Regions from separate parts of the Mus musculus genome. Here region 2 is linked to region 1. The links are chromatin contacts, called in public promoter capture Hi-C maps. All regions are on one chromosome and are shown on one strand. The core of a region is the stretch at or near the end of the contact, and the rest is flanking DNA. Distances in the headings are between cores, read along the strand shown. Region 1 holds the start of Shfl (shiftless antiviral inhibitor of ribosomal frameshifting). Region 2 holds the start of Col5a3 (collagen, type V, alpha 3).

Region 1 (2,723 bases), core at 139-2,638:
ATGTAAAGACTCTGTCTTACACAAAACAAAAACTCTGCTATGTCTTTCAAGCAAACAGAAGCCGAGGAGCAAAACAACCATATTGCCTTGATTCCTTCATCCCTCCTGTCCAGGCGTCTTTCTTCCCAGGATCTGCCCAGCTCAGACTTTCTTCTTATGCAAGAAAGGGTTGCCTTGAGTTTTCTTCGACATTCAGTCTCCTTATCCTACTGTCCTGTCTCTTCCATTTGAGGTAATCAGCATGTAATGAGCACCTACTGTTTGAAGGCTGCTTGAGAAAGGAAAGGACCCTAGATGGTAAGGGGAGCACTCACTGATTGTTCCTTCTGACAAGAGAATGGGAATCCCCCTTCCTTTGGGGACAGGGGGAGGTTACCTGAGCGTCCAGGTCGTTGCTCAGCTCCTGTCCGTCTTTCTGCTTGACACCTAGTGGGAGAACATGGGAGGGGCTCTTGAAGGGTGTAGGAGTTCCAGGCGGTGGAGAGCCTCCGGTTAAACGGAGCCAGGGTCGCTAAAGCGCTACAGCAATTCTGAAACCACACCCACTCAGTGTCCCCCCCACCAGGGCTGACTCACCATACACGATAGAGCGCCCAACTCCGGTGTGGTCGCTGCCAAACTTCCTCATAAGAGCCCCTGCCTTCTTGGGGGACACTTTCCCATGAAACTTCTCCCGGAGGCGCCTGACGCTCTTCTCCAACTAGGATAGAGGGGGGATAAGCTCTGATGTCGCCGGCGACGGGGAGCAGCCCCCGCACCTTCATTCTCCTGAACTTGACCCTGGCTTCTGGCCTCCGCATCCCCATCCCCCCCCCCCTTTAAGCCATTTCCTGGAAAAATCCGAAGTTCTCCAGGCATTGGGGGATGGTGGAGACTGCGGCGCGTCCCAGCCTCCCCGGTGCGAATTTGGGGTCTGGCGGTGTGTGTGTGTGTGTGTGTGTGTGTGGCGGGATGCAGGCCAGGTTACCCCCTTTCCTTCTGACCTCTGACCCTACAGCCCCACTGTGCCCAGGGATAGAGGAGGGAAACAGCCCAGGGGGCAGGGGTGTTCCCGGGAGCCCTTTCCGCGCCGCCGGTGGCGCGGCTGTCCTACCTCCACGCCATCCTGAGCCATGGTGGCCGGAGCACACCTGGCTGCGCCTGGGTCCGGGCCTCGCAAGCCTGGGTGGCGTCGCCGCAGCTCCGCCTCCCTCGGGCCCCTCTTTCAGTTTCGTTTCTACGTAAAGCTGGGGACCCTGAGGAGACCCCGCGCAGGCCTTGCGGCCACGCGTCTGCTCACGCGCCCTGTAGTGCTCCCGGGTGGTGCTCCCGGGCCTCCGAGCGCGCCTCACCGCGTCCTGCGCAGCAGCGCGGCCTCTGCAGTCGGTCACATGTCCCCACGCTGCGCGGGGTCCGCGTCTTCACGTCCCCCTTGGGGGCGGAGCCGCACCACAGTTCGGTGCTCCCTCGCTGCTCCTCCTATGCAGAACCCGAAGCGTCTTCGGACCACCGTGGCGTTTTGCTATGCTCAGCAGTTCTAACTCCCACGGCTTCTCTCTCTAATTCCCACACTCTCAGCCTCAGTTTCCTCCTCTGTAAAATGGGCATGCAAGATAGGCATGGTGACACACACCTGTCACTCCAGCAGTTGGAAGGTGGATGCAAAAAGATCAGGAGTTCAAGGATGTCCTAGACTATGTGTGACCCAGTTTCAAAAAAGAAAAAAAGAAAAAGGGGGGGGGGGAGGGGAACATCCTAGGACAAAATGAAATGAAAGATTTTTTATTTTTTTTATTATTTTTTTTTTAGCAAGTTTTACAGACTTCTCCAGAGAATGGGCCCCAGAATCTAAGAGGCCTGGGCTTTTTCACCCCGTTTAAATACCTTCTTCCCAGTGAACCTCTGCCTTGCCCCTTTCGGTACAGAGCTTGGGTCTCACTATGATCCAGGAGCACAGAAATCTTTGCTGGGTGATCTGGCTCCCACCACCACCAAAGGTGGATGCCACAGGTGCAGATAAGGTGGTTTAACAGTGAACCGGAGACCAAAGCCAGAGAGGGGGAAATGGAAACTGATCTACCCTCCCCTTCAGCCTCTTTCCCAGGCCCCATAGTTTCAATGGTGGCCCTTATGGTCCAGGTTACTCTGGAACTTTCTATGTAGCTGAGGATGACTTTGAACTCACCATCCTCCTGCTTCCACCTTCTGAATGCTGGGGGTCTCATTGTATAGCCGTGGCTGTCCTTAAACGTATGGTATGGTGGTCCTCCAGCCTTCGCTCTGTAGCACTGAGATTACAGCTGTGAGCCACCGTGTTTGGTTTTCCAGGGGGATTAATGTCACTTAGCACAATGTGGGACATAGATATTGCATCAGTCACCAGGTGACCTTTGAAGTGTCATGCTGGTTGGAAGCAGAGTAAAAATGTGAAGAAAAGCCAACTCCTGGCCCCTTACACCCTTGTAGACTTCTGGCTCCAAGGAATCCACATTGTAAATCTAAAGCCGAGAATCATGTGAGCATCGGGCCCTGGTCTCTACGCAAGCCTGAAAGGAACACCTCCAAATGGATAGTCATCAATAAGTTATATTGAAATACTATAGCTGTTATGGAAAGTGGGATAGAAGTTCCTCACAGAATACAATGAGCATAAGATCTGTCAACTATTGGGGAAAATGCCTGTAGGAAAGGAAACCAGCTTGTTAATGAGTGCCGGATACTTGCGCCTGTGTGCATTGCTGTAT
Region 2 (2,723 bases), core at 122-2,621, 54 kb after region 1:
CAGTCAGTCAAGTGCTTGCTGTATAAGAGTGAGGATATGATCCAAGGACCTGAGTTCAGATCCCCAGCATCTGTGTAAGCAGCTGAGGGCACCTGCCCATGCCTAGAATCCAGTCACTGTGGAGGGAGACAGTACCCTGGGTTCAGTGGGCAGTCAGCCCAGCCAAACTGGAGAGGTCCAGGTTCAACGAGAGACACTGCCACCAAAAACAAGGGGGAAGAGTAATGGAGAAAGGCAGCCAAGGTCTGTCTGGTCTTCAGACATGGATGCATGCATGTGCACAGCCCCACTCCGTGCCCACGCACAAACACATGAATGTACACAGAAGTTGGAGGGAGGGTTAAAAGTGCGTTTTGGAGTCAATGGTGAGTGTTTAAAGATGGTACCAGACACCAAACTCCAAATTCCAAGGTTCATGGGGGTTTAGAGAATTGTAGGAGAGGTTGGGAATCTGGTGAGGATTATGGAAGAAGCGGCTTCTCAAAGGGCAGGCAGACTTTGAGAGGACGCTGGGACTCCTTCCTTTGTGGACCTTGAAACAGAAAGGGTTAAGTGTAGCTTTAAACCAAACCCTAATCCCATGTCTGAGGGGAGACTGAAGGTGCTTTTATTTCGATATAGGGTCTTACTATATAGCTCTGACTATCCTGGAACTCACTATGTAGACAAGGCTGCCCTTGAAGCCAGATGGTGATGGCGCACACCTTTAATCCCAGCACTTGGGAGGCAGTTCGAGGCCAGCCTGGTCTACAAAGTGAGTTCCAGGACAGCCAGGGCTATACAGAGAAACCCTGTCTCAGAAAAACAAAACAAAAAACAAAACAAGACAAGGCTGCCCTCAAACTCTGAGGTCTTCTTGCCTATGCTTTCTGAGTGCTGGGATTAAAAGTGTGGGCCACTGTGCCTTTAGTTTAGGTGCTTGATTTTAAGATTACATTTATTTATTTTGTGTGTGTCTGGGGTGTGGGGAGTGTGTGTGCTGTGGCGCGCATGTGGAAGTCAGAGAACAACTTTTGGGTGTTGGTCCTCTCCTTCCATCCTCTGGGGTCTGAGACAGAACTCAGGTCCTAAGTCTTCGTGGTTAAGGGCCTCTCCCTGCTGAGCTATATCTTTCTACTCTGAGGTTGAAGGTTTGATCAGGCTAAGACAGCTTTGAGAAAGTCAGTGCGAGAGGCATTCTAGGGCTAGTGGGCGTGGCCCATCGTCTCGGTGCTGATGTCCGGCAAGAATGGCCCTGATCTCAGCCAGCCAATCAGCGCGTGGTGCACACTTCGCAAACTTTTTCCGTGCAGCTGTGGGTCCCTTCCCCGCCCCCCTCTCGTCCGGGCCCCGCCCGGCAAGGGCTCTAGAGCGCAGGGCGCGGCCAGGGCGGGGTCTCGGGCAGTCTCCAGCAGATCCTCACAGCCTCCGGCTGTCCAGAGTGACTGCTCCCAGGAAGACCAGTCCACATCCCCCTTGGCCTTGGTGCACCAGGCCCCGCTGGGATGAGAAGCTGCCGGAGACTGGATCAGCTTCAGGCCGGCCTCTGCCTGCTCCTGGCCTCCCTGCAGCTCGTGTCCTGGACGCTGGCTGGTGAGCAGGGACGAAGGGCTGGAATAGCATTTGAGGGCGCAAGGGAGATCCCAAAACGTGTGTGCAAGGGAGAAGTGTTTCATAATGGGTGCCATGGTGATGTGGAGGCCCTAGGGTCTAGCTCTAGCTGACAGATGCATGTGAGGAGGGAGATGTTGCCAGGAAAAGTGTGGGCAGTGTTTACAAGCTGGTGTGTGAAGATGAATGCTCCTTGGTATAGTGCAATCCCAACATTTAAGAGGCAGAGTTAGGTGGTTTGCACGGTCAAGACTTGTCTGGGCTACTTACTGAATTGAAGGGCATCTTGGGCTGCATAAGCAGACCCTGTCTCTAAAAAGGGCCAGGGTGAGTGTATGAGACATGGGACTGTAACTCGGTTGGAAATGGCTTTTCTAACACACACCAGGCTCTGGATTCCATTCTCAGCACAGTGGTGCATACCCACAACCCCAGGACTGGGACCATGAAAGCAGGAGCATAAAGAGTTAGGAGCCAGTCTGAACTACATAGAGAATTTGAGGCCAGCATGGGCTATATGAGAGCTTGCCTTTAAAAAACCGTATTTTAAGCTAGGCATTGTGGCACATGCCTTTAATCCCAGCATTCATGAGGCAGAGGCAGGCAAGTCTCTGTGAGTTCAAGGCTAGCTTGGTCTACAAAGTGAATCCAAGACATCCATGGCTGGCTACACTGTCTTAAACAAACAAACAAACAAACAAACAAGCACAAAACAACCCCTCCCCCACCAAAATCTTGGGTGTGATGGTTGACTGCGATGGCGTAAGTGTGGGTGACAGGGCAGTTCTTAGGAGGGTGTGAGAGGTCAGTGGGTCTGTGGGTCTGTGATTCTCTCCCTCCTTTCTCCTCTGTTGTATGAAACAGGGTCTCATGGGGCTCAGGCTGGCTTCACACTTACTATGGAATCCAGGCTGTACCTTTGAACTTCTAACCCTCCTCTATCCTCCGAGTGCTGGGACTGCAGATCGTGTGGTACCGGGGATGGAACTTGGGGCTTCCAGCATGCTAGGCTAGCATGCTCTCTACCAAGTTTCATCCCTAACCCCACTGAGATTATTTTTGAGAGTAATCATGTGTTACAGATGTGTTTATTTGTTTTTGGTTGGCTGTAGTTGGGATTTAGGGGTTTATAT

Evidence for each region. Capture Hi-C pulls out chosen DNA fragments and counts their contacts.
Region 2: a contact with region 1 is called in a promoter capture Hi-C map of adipose tissue. The contact joins the promoter of Col5a3 here to the promoter of Shfl in region 1. A contact is called at or near these places in 6 of 484 Hi-C or Micro-C datasets (the G1E-ER4 cell line, the HPC-7 cell line, granulocyte-monocyte progenitors and 2 more), 1 of 115 datasets of contacts at active chromatin or transcription factors (embryonic stem cells) and 3 of 9 other capture datasets (adipose tissue, liver and pancreatic islet).

Annotation. Positions count from the first base shown.
Region 1 is chr9:20,867,307-20,870,029 of GRCm38.p6, reverse strand. It overlaps Shfl (shiftless antiviral inhibitor of ribosomal frameshifting), which reads right to left and starts at 1,388. Exons shown (of 8, transcript NM_175687.2): 1 at 1,094-1,388; 2 at 577-700; 3 at 377-426. The coding sequence starts at 1,114.
Region 2 is chr9:20,813,715-20,816,437 of GRCm38.p6, reverse strand. It overlaps Col5a3 (collagen, type V, alpha 3), which reads left to right and starts at 1,371. Exons shown (of 67, transcript NM_016919.3): 1 at 1,371-1,572. The coding sequence starts at 1,485.